2 separate regions of the Mus musculus genome follow, and region 2 is linked to region 1. A link is a contact called in public HiChIP or PLAC-seq data. All regions are on one chromosome and are shown on one strand. The core of a region is the stretch at or near the end of the contact, and the rest is flanking DNA. Distances in the headings are between cores, read along the strand shown. Region 1 has its middle 71 kb from the start of T. Region 2 overlaps Pde10a (phosphodiesterase 10A).

Region 1 (4,273 bases), core at 1,281-3,780:
TGGCACGTTTCAACTCCAGGATTCATTTTTGGTCTCTTTTCAAGCCCAGTGTAGTGCTGTTCATGTTGCTTAGTTCCCTGATAAAATGTTCAAGCTTAGGTGACTTTTTCAGAGTCCTCTCTGGGGGCCTCCCGTGGTGGGGTGGGAGGGTGGACTCTTTGCAGCTTCGCCATGACCTGTTTGGAATACGGTGTTGTCTGCTGTGGCCATAAGCCTCCCTTTGCCTGAGTGGATTCATCTTTATCTGGGGTTCTGGCACAGTCTCCTCCCCTGCCTCTCACCACTGCCCCTCTAGAGCATCCCTCATCTGCAGCCAGAGATCCCTAACAGGCATCTCAGTGTAGGCTTAGATTTTTCTGAACTTACTTTATTTAGGGTTCTTAAATGTTTCAACTTTCCTTTTAGCCCACCAACCAAAGGGAGGGGAGAAAGATGGTTAATAGGACAAGGGGGTTATGGACCCTGTTTAGAAGTAGATCTTTGGGACGATTCCAATCTTTATTGTCAGGATACCAGCAGTCCATCTAAAACATCAATCACAGCACAATCCAAAAGAAACCCACAAAGCTCTGATGAACTGGCAAAGTGGAGGTGGCCAGGATCAGCCGGAATACCATGAGAAATTCTTTGATGCGTTCTTCTCTGTGAAGACCAGCGAAGTGAAGCGTTGCAGTGTGAGAGTGCCCTCTCACTGTCTGTAAGCTTCTCTTGATAAACACCACATGCCCTCCCAAGCGTTTGTTTCCAGTAGAACATCACATTTTCTCTTTCAACGTCCAGAAAACATCACGTGACACAACTGAGTTATTAAAGAAGCCAGAAACCTCTACCACATCTCAGATTGCATCATCCGTCCTAAGGTGTTGCTGTTTGTCTAGTTCGAAGCGCTAGGACCTCCAGGGGCTCCCACTACTGTTGCAGTTTTTCTCCTGTTTCTCCAACACACTGGGCATGCTCTCACCCAACTTGACTCTAATGCTGCCGGCTCTACAAAGCTGACCCATACTAGCTCTTCCTGATACCTGTTATGTTTGTTTTTTTCCAACACAGAACATTTTATAGCACATCGCTTCTCTGTGTCCTTCATTGTCTTGTCTCTGATTTTATGACAGTAAGAGTTTATTCTGGCTTATGTTCAAGGGGCTATCTTCCATTACTGTTGGGAAGGTGTGGATGGCAGAATGACTGTTCCCTATTGTATCCATACTCTGGAAGCAGACAGTGCGCCAATGAGAAATGGAAGTAGGCTATAAAACCTCAAGGCCCACCCTCAGTGACTCACTTCCTCCAGCAAGGCTCCACCCTACTCAAGGTTTCACAGCCTTCTCAAACAGCCCTACTGCTAGGGGCCCACAAGCCTAAGGGGACATTTCACATTTACACCACACACGGCCTTAAAAGACTGACCTAATATGCGTTCACACCATTATGCCTTCACACCAGGTACCAGTGTGTTCTGAGACAGAAGCCAAGTTTTTGCCTGATACTTCTTCCAATGTCGCAGTCACCTCCAGAAACTGCCTTGGGAGTATCAGGACTTGTTTACTGCCCTAAGACATTCAGAAACATCAGTCATGGGATACTAACCAAGGCCCAAGGGCATGTTCTCAAAAGGATCTGTGGTTGTGTCTAGAAGGTCTGTGATCTTTTCTACAAGATTCCAGGTGCAGAGACACTCCTGGCAGACAGGAGTCTTGGTTAGCATTTCAGAGGCACACTCTTCCCTCCCATCCTGGAATGACTATGTCCACATTAATCAAGGTTCACTTGCAGGTATTTTTGTGCACTGTTTTTAACTCTTATTTTTGCATGAGGCAAGTTAGAAAGCAGGCATACTCAAATTTAAGCAATAAGTTCCTCAAAATTGCGAGGAGTCTTACTATCTTGTAAAAGTCAGACCTCAAAGATTTTAAGGAATTATTTTATGTTTATGTGTTTTGCCTGCATGTGTGTCTGTGCTCCACATACCTGTCTGGCGTCCCTGGAGGTCAGAGAGGACACTGGATCCCCTGAATTTGGAGTTATGGAAGGTTGCGATCTGGGTGCTTAGACCCCAACCCAGGTCCTTTGCAAGAGTAGCAAGTGCTTTAGATTGTTGAATAGTCACTCCAGGCGAAGGCAAAGCGTTTTCTATAACAAACTGCAAGATGCTTTCATGTTCCCTCTTACTTTAAACTCAGGGGTTAAGAGCACTGACTGGTGTTCCAGAAGACCCAGGTTCAATTCTCAGCACCCACATGTCAGCCCACACCTGTCTGTAACTCTAGTTCTAGGGCTTCTGACAGCCTCACATAGACATACATGCAGGGAAAACACCAAGGAACATAAAATGCAAAGTAACTAAGTATGTATGTGTGTGTATGTAAATAAAAATAAAATAATAAAAAAATAATAATTATTAAAAAAAAAAAAGACTATCTAGCTAGTGCCTTAGAGAGGGCTGAGGCCTTTCTTAAACAGATGTGCTCAGCTAAGGAAGAGGCAGGACACACGCAGCCCTGGTGGTTTGTTGCAGCAGAATTGAAGCTGCAGGGTGCTGGCGTCAGCAGAGCTGAGAGACTTCCTGAAGGGGAGAAATTCTCTGGCTGCTAGGTGCCCTTCCCCCACCACACATGCCGAGGAGTTGAATCCAACAAAGATGCTAGTGTGTGCTTAAATACAGGGAAGGTACAGGTGTATTCGAGAATAAAATACAGACAGTGTGTTTTATGGTTCTCAGTCCTCGTGCCGTACATTTGTGAGCAGCGCTCCCGGAGAAGGAAGGCAGAGGGTTATTTAACTGGTCTCATGGCCTCACTGCTTTCCATGCACGGGCAGCCTGGATGCGCTCCCTCGGTCCTCTGCCCGGCTGGGCTCCAGTGCCAGGCGACTCTGCACTAAGCTAATGCTTCCCTGTCTTGGTCTTCAACACCCGGGGCGCTCTGCTCTGGGCAAGGATCCAGGCTGCAGCAATGACGCAAGTGCTCTTGAGCACAGGGGCGGGGCCAAGCGAAGACAGGCGCCACCCACCCTGTCTTGTCCTTGGTGAATGTCAGTGGCTGGACTCAGTCCTCCCATCAGGACCTGCCTGACCCACTCCTTCCTCAAGTCAGCTCCCGATTCCCCCTGTCTCTCTACTGACATCCATCCACAACTCCATCTGCAGATAAATTTTCAAGATGCACCATTATATCCATTTTTGAATGCTTAAAAAAAAGGCCTAATAGATTTCTAATCCAGCTTCCCTAATTTTCTGTAAAAAAAAATTATTTTATCCACTGATAGCTGCCTGACCCACCAAAGTCCATCAATCAACAGTTTAAGGAAACTCAGTTATATTTACTACATATAATCTGTTACTTATGACAGGAGATAGGCTGAGACATGACCGATGAAGGTTATTTTCGAAACTGTCTTAAGGCTAAGACCTCGTGCTGATTTCTTCTTCATTGTGCACCCAAATTGCCACGTGTCACATTCAATATAAAATATGCCATCAGCAGCCTTTGTGGGCCACATCCTGCTGATGTTGAGTGAAGATGTCATTAGCTTTCTTTTTACTGGTCGCCTTGCCCCAGTCCCTCTCTGGAAACATCTCCATCCTTGCTGGAGGATGTGGGGGAGGGAGCTGTGGGCAGCTGCTATGGTTGCAAGTAACTTGCCTTCCTTAGTTGGTAATCCTGGACTTATGAAGACGTGCAGTCAGCTCACTCTGCAGTAAAGATGTGGAGCGAAGAAGATGAGGGCTGAGAACGATGGCTTCTGCCACAGTATGTGGTTCCGGGGTACCTCACAGTACTGTTTGCTGGATCCATCCCCAGCCTTAGCTGTTTTTAACACAGCCAGAGAAAACCAAGACTCCAGAAGAGAAAGGTCTGGAAGCCCAAAGAACAGACCCTGCTGGGTGTTATATAAGGTCTTTGAGTACATTTGGGGACTGAGGAAAGGAAGTTAGAATTGTTCTGGACTTAGGAAGAGTCAGAGCAAACCCTTTGCAGCTCCTTATTCTGAGGCCAGTGTTCTGAGGGTAGCACACAGAATTTCCCCCAGCCACATACTCTGCCCACCCCTGTCCATTGTAAGTGACATGGTTATGTGATGTGAAGTTTCTGGCATGCTAGCTTCAGGACACTCCTCAGTCAGGCAGCAGGCATCCTAGGCAGAGCTCACGGAGCACAGATACCCAACCTTGCACTGGCCTGTGTGGATAACTACATCCCATGGATGCAGTGAATTCTACTTCTATTGCATCCCTAATGACCCCACCCCCACCCCCCATGCTCTCTCCACTGCT
Region 2 (4,273 bases), core at 554-3,053, 360 kb after region 1:
CAAACATTAGCTGTCATCAAGAGAGTGAGGTGCTCTTGGAATTCACAGTGCACATACTGTAACTGGGTCTCTCGGATGGCTGATGACACCAGCCCCATGGCTGCCTTTTTATACAAGCTCTAGAAACTCACAATTATTTGTGGTACCACACCTGTTCTGTGCTGTACCCACACCTGCGCCTTCTCCCATAGTGGTTCCTCTAGAAATTAAAAACCCACCTGCTTAATTTCCTGATGTAAGATTCAGCTCAGGCATTATTTATGGAACTTGTTTCTGATCCAACCCCTCTCTGTTTCTTTTTCCTGATCTCCGATGTTAGGTTCAGTATCTTCAGACACTCGTTGAGTTCAGTGTTTGGGGGCTTGAGATGTGAGCCCGTGCTCTACCATCCTTCCTTCAACCCTTAGCGCCAAAGGAGGAAAAAATAAAAAACTATCTACCAATTAGAGACCAGGTCTTCTAGTAGTTTGGAATACATCAGTGAACAGACAAACAAAATTTCTCTTCTTGCAATCAATTCCCTTCTGCAAGAGAAACCAAAAGAAAGTTAAATAATAACGAGGAAATGAGGCACGACGGTATTAGAGAGTTACAGAGTAGTGCAGTGCACATACTTCAGGGGACCCACTAGGCTCTTCCCAATTCAGTTCACTGGAGGCTGGAAGATGGCAGTGTCAGATACTGTATTGCTTCGTTTATGTGACATTACCCATTGTCATTCTGCCAGGCATAGGCGACACCCAGCGTCAGAGGCCAGGGAGGTCATGAAGGGTGGGTCACATAAAGTTTCTGTGAACTTTGACCTTTATGTAGATAGTTGGGATGTTAGCCAGCTTTGGTTGTATGAGTGAACCTTTGGTTTGGTGATTTGAGGCCAGACTGTAGGTGACACAGACTAGCCAGTTAGGAGTCTACTTCCGTGTCCAGTGAGAGATAAGATGGCAGCTTGAATGGAGGTGTTGCCATGTGGGAAGTTAAATGTGTCCAGGTTCCGTTGGCTTTAAAATTCTGGGAAAGAGGATTTTACAATGGTTTGGTGAGACATCTGAGTTAAGAGGAGTCATGAATGACTCTGGAATCCTTCCTCCTCTCCCTCCTCCCCCTCCTCCTCCTCCTCCTCCTCCTCCTCCTCCTCTGTCACATGCGTCTAACTGCTCCTCAGTCTTGTCTCTACACATCAGTTTTCCACCTCCTGCTTGTTTCTTGATTGGCATCCCTGGCCTCAATCAATTCTTTCCACAGGAGGAAAGATCATTCTCAAATGTTAATCTGTTTATAGCCACCTTGAGATCATATTATCAGTCCGTTTCCTGTTGTGGTCAGATTAAAGAGTCCAAAGTCCGAAGCAGGCTCACCCGTGTAGCATCCTCCGTGTGCCTCTTGCTTCGCACGTTACTGTCTCTTACTTCTGAATCTGGGAGAGTGCAGGCGCTTCCTTACCACCCTGTCTGCTAGTGCATTACAAGTGTGCCCCTGCTCTGTATGAGCCATCTCTGACCTCTATTTGACACATCACCTCTGATACATTTGCTTCTCTTCCCTGTGGCCCTGGAGCACTTCCCCAGCGTTTCCTGGCTGCGTGCAATCCGCCTCTGCGACCCTGCCGCGAACACACAGAAGAGCCGTGATCATATCTTTCCAACCATCCAGTATAAACGCAGCACACACGTGTCGACTTTTAGGCGGTTGGGACGTTGTGCCGAAGTGAACGTGAACCTATTGGAAACAGCAGCACACCATATTCTGCACCAGGCAACGGTAGTGGAAGTGGAGGAAGCGTGTGTTGGGGCCCTGAGAGGGTACACTCATGTGGCTGGAAAGAGTTGATGTCAGTGCAGTTGTCAGGGAGAGTTGAGAGCCACAAAAGAAGGAACACTGGCAGAAGAGGCGGGGCCAGAGCACAGAGGCATTTCCACATCAAAGTTTCCCCTCCCCCACTCAAACAGTGAAGAACTAATACTTGAAAAACCAACAAGCAAAAACCCAGAATCCCATATAGATTTGTGCCCTTTTAGTGAAGATATACTTTGTTCCTGTTCTACCGAGAATCCGGCTGTAGCGGGTACAAGGCAATCTGCGAATTCCAGCATACTTTCTGGTTCTTTCCAGGAAGTGAAGAATGGGAGGTATAAGGTTTCCTCCCATTGAAGAAATGGTCTGAAATTTTATAGCATGAAGAAAAAAATATAGTTCAGTAGGGTCAACTTTCTAAAAAGGAATGTCATAGACCAGTCCAGGTTAGCTAGCAGGGGCTTTGGCCCAGACCATGTATCCCACCCGTGTCCAGGCTTTCCTGAGGGAATGGAGGCAAGTGTGGCTACAGAGTGAAGAGGCCACAGACATCAGGGAAAGCTTCCCCAAGGCCTTTGTCTGTAACCTAAGCTTCAGCTCTGGTCTCCTCAGCAGTTGGAAGATTCCTGTGTAATGGCAGAGAGTGAGCAGCTGGAAGCAGGGGAGCAGCTGGAAGCAGGGGAGCAGCTGGAAGCAGGGGAGCAGCTGGAAGCAGGGGAGCAGCCAGAAGCAGGGGAGCAGCCAGAAGCAGGGGAACAGCCAGAAGCAGAGGCCCAGTGTTTCTGGTGGCGCCACCTGAAGTTGCTTCATCTTCCTGAGGTGCCTCAGGCAAGGCGGTGTAAAGCCTCTTAGGAGCTTAGTCTCTCTTGAAGTTCCATGGAGTGCCAGGTGTAGGAGCGCCAACTCCACAGCTGGCACTGTGGGCCACCACGACACCAGCAGTCTCTCCACAGTCCACTCAGCGCTGTTGGAGCCCGTGACAGTGACAGCACCCTGGGACCAGTGCTGATGCATGATGGCGCGGATGAGTCCTCAGTCACTTGAGCTTGCAGCGTGGGTGTGGAGAAGTCTCAGTGAGTGCGATGTCTGTCTTCCCAGCCGGGTACAACATGACACTGGTAACTTCCCATTGAGTCTTAGGCCCCCTCAAATACTCCTTTCCAGCAGAGGAGTGTACTTCTGAGAGAAATATAAAGGGGGGGGGGGAATCTGAAGGCCTGGAGTGAGAGGCCCTGTGAGACAGAAGGGTGGACACGGGTACACGGGCTTGGTCAATTATGTGGGTGCCAACTGAAGGAACTTAGTTCTAATTCCTTAGGCTACAGGGAACCTTGATCCTGGGACCAGAAGCCTTGCGGTAAGGCAACTCAGTTATCTGGGCTCTGCATGTCCCTCTGGAGTAGCTTACTTCCCCTCTGCTCGCTTGCTGTTCTGCTCCTTGTGAGAGCGCTTCGGCTGTAGACCTGGCACGCACATTGGAAGGATGCATCTCTCCATTCAACAGCACCCAGACAAATAGCCTGAGGGGACTCAGAGTATGACTCTACTCTATTTAGACGGTTGAGTTGATTCTGACCTCCCGGAGAGACGCTGGTCCTTCCTCAGGAGAGAAGATGGTGAGCAGAGTTCTGACAAGCAGCAGTAAGGACTGGAATGGAGGAGGCTAAGGAGGCTGTGGAAGTCCTGCGAGTCAGTGTCAGTATGGACAGGAAGCTTACATACATCAGAGATGGAAGGAGAGGGCGACTGGAGGGTGGCTGAGATAGGAAGCTCGAGCGAAGAAGGAGGACCTCCTTCTGGGAACAGGAGGCACTGATGAGGAGACACGGTGAAGAGGAGGAGGCAGGTGACTCGAGGACTGGAATATAGCGAGGCGAGAACTATCTAGGAGTCGTTTGATTTTTTTTTTTTTTTCCTGTTAATGTTGTTGTTGTTAAGTTAATGGCATTGATATAGCAGTCACCCATAGGGATGCTTCAGTTGAAGGGATGGGGTGGAGTGGATGTGGGAGGAAATGAATATAGGAAGGAGAGGTCTTCACACTTAACAGGCGAGGAGAGGACATACGCCAGCAGAGGAAGCTGGGAAGGTAGACTCAGGTACGCAGGGTGCAAAGTATTAGTTTGCTAAAACATGTCTCATTCAAATAATACATTGTTTTGACACAAGGTAGTATCTCTGGCAGGGGCTCACTGGGCATGACTCGGTGTTTCTCTGGAAAGCTTAGCTTTTGTTTAAAAGTTTGCAGATTTCTACTTCTTCAACTTGTTTCATTCTCTCCTCTTGTCCCCCTGTCCCCCCGCCCCCTCCCGGCACCATTGGCCTGCTGAAGAGTGTGTTTGTTTTAGGAGTGGTTTGGTTAGATACATCTTCTTTGCTGATTTTGACTGCAGGAGCGTCAAGAGAGAAGGAAGTTGGGTGGGAATACCAACTGTGTGACTCTGCTGCAGCCAACAGGGACGGATGGAGAATGACTGTCAGG

The links. HiChIP or PLAC-seq counts read pairs in DNA pulled down with a chosen protein or histone mark.
Region 2: a contact with region 1 is called in an H3K4me3 HiChIP or PLAC-seq map of bone marrow-derived macrophages, with 4 times the contacts expected there. The contact joins two enhancer-like sites. A contact is called at or near these places in 1 of 115 datasets of contacts at active chromatin or transcription factors (bone marrow-derived macrophages) and 1 of 9 other capture datasets (embryonic stem cells).

What each region holds. Positions count from the first base shown.
Region 1 is chr17:8,503,306-8,507,578 of GRCm38.p6, forward strand. No RefSeq gene overlaps it. Among named protein-coding and RNA genes, the nearest start is that of T, 71 kb to the left of the region's middle. Within about 2 kb of position 2,531, at least 236 of the 459 cell types and tissues checked have an H3K27ac peak or open chromatin away from gene starts, as enhancers often do. A contact at or near this core is called in bone marrow-derived macrophages, where this site is marked.
Region 2 is chr17:8,866,273-8,870,545 of GRCm38.p6, forward strand. All of the region lies in intron 1 of Pde10a (phosphodiesterase 10A), which reads left to right. Among named protein-coding and RNA genes, the nearest start is that of Gm34321, 47 kb to the left of the region's middle. Within about 2 kb of position 1,804, at least 59 of the 459 cell types and tissues checked have an H3K27ac peak or open chromatin away from gene starts, as enhancers often do. A contact at or near this core is called in bone marrow-derived macrophages, where this site is marked.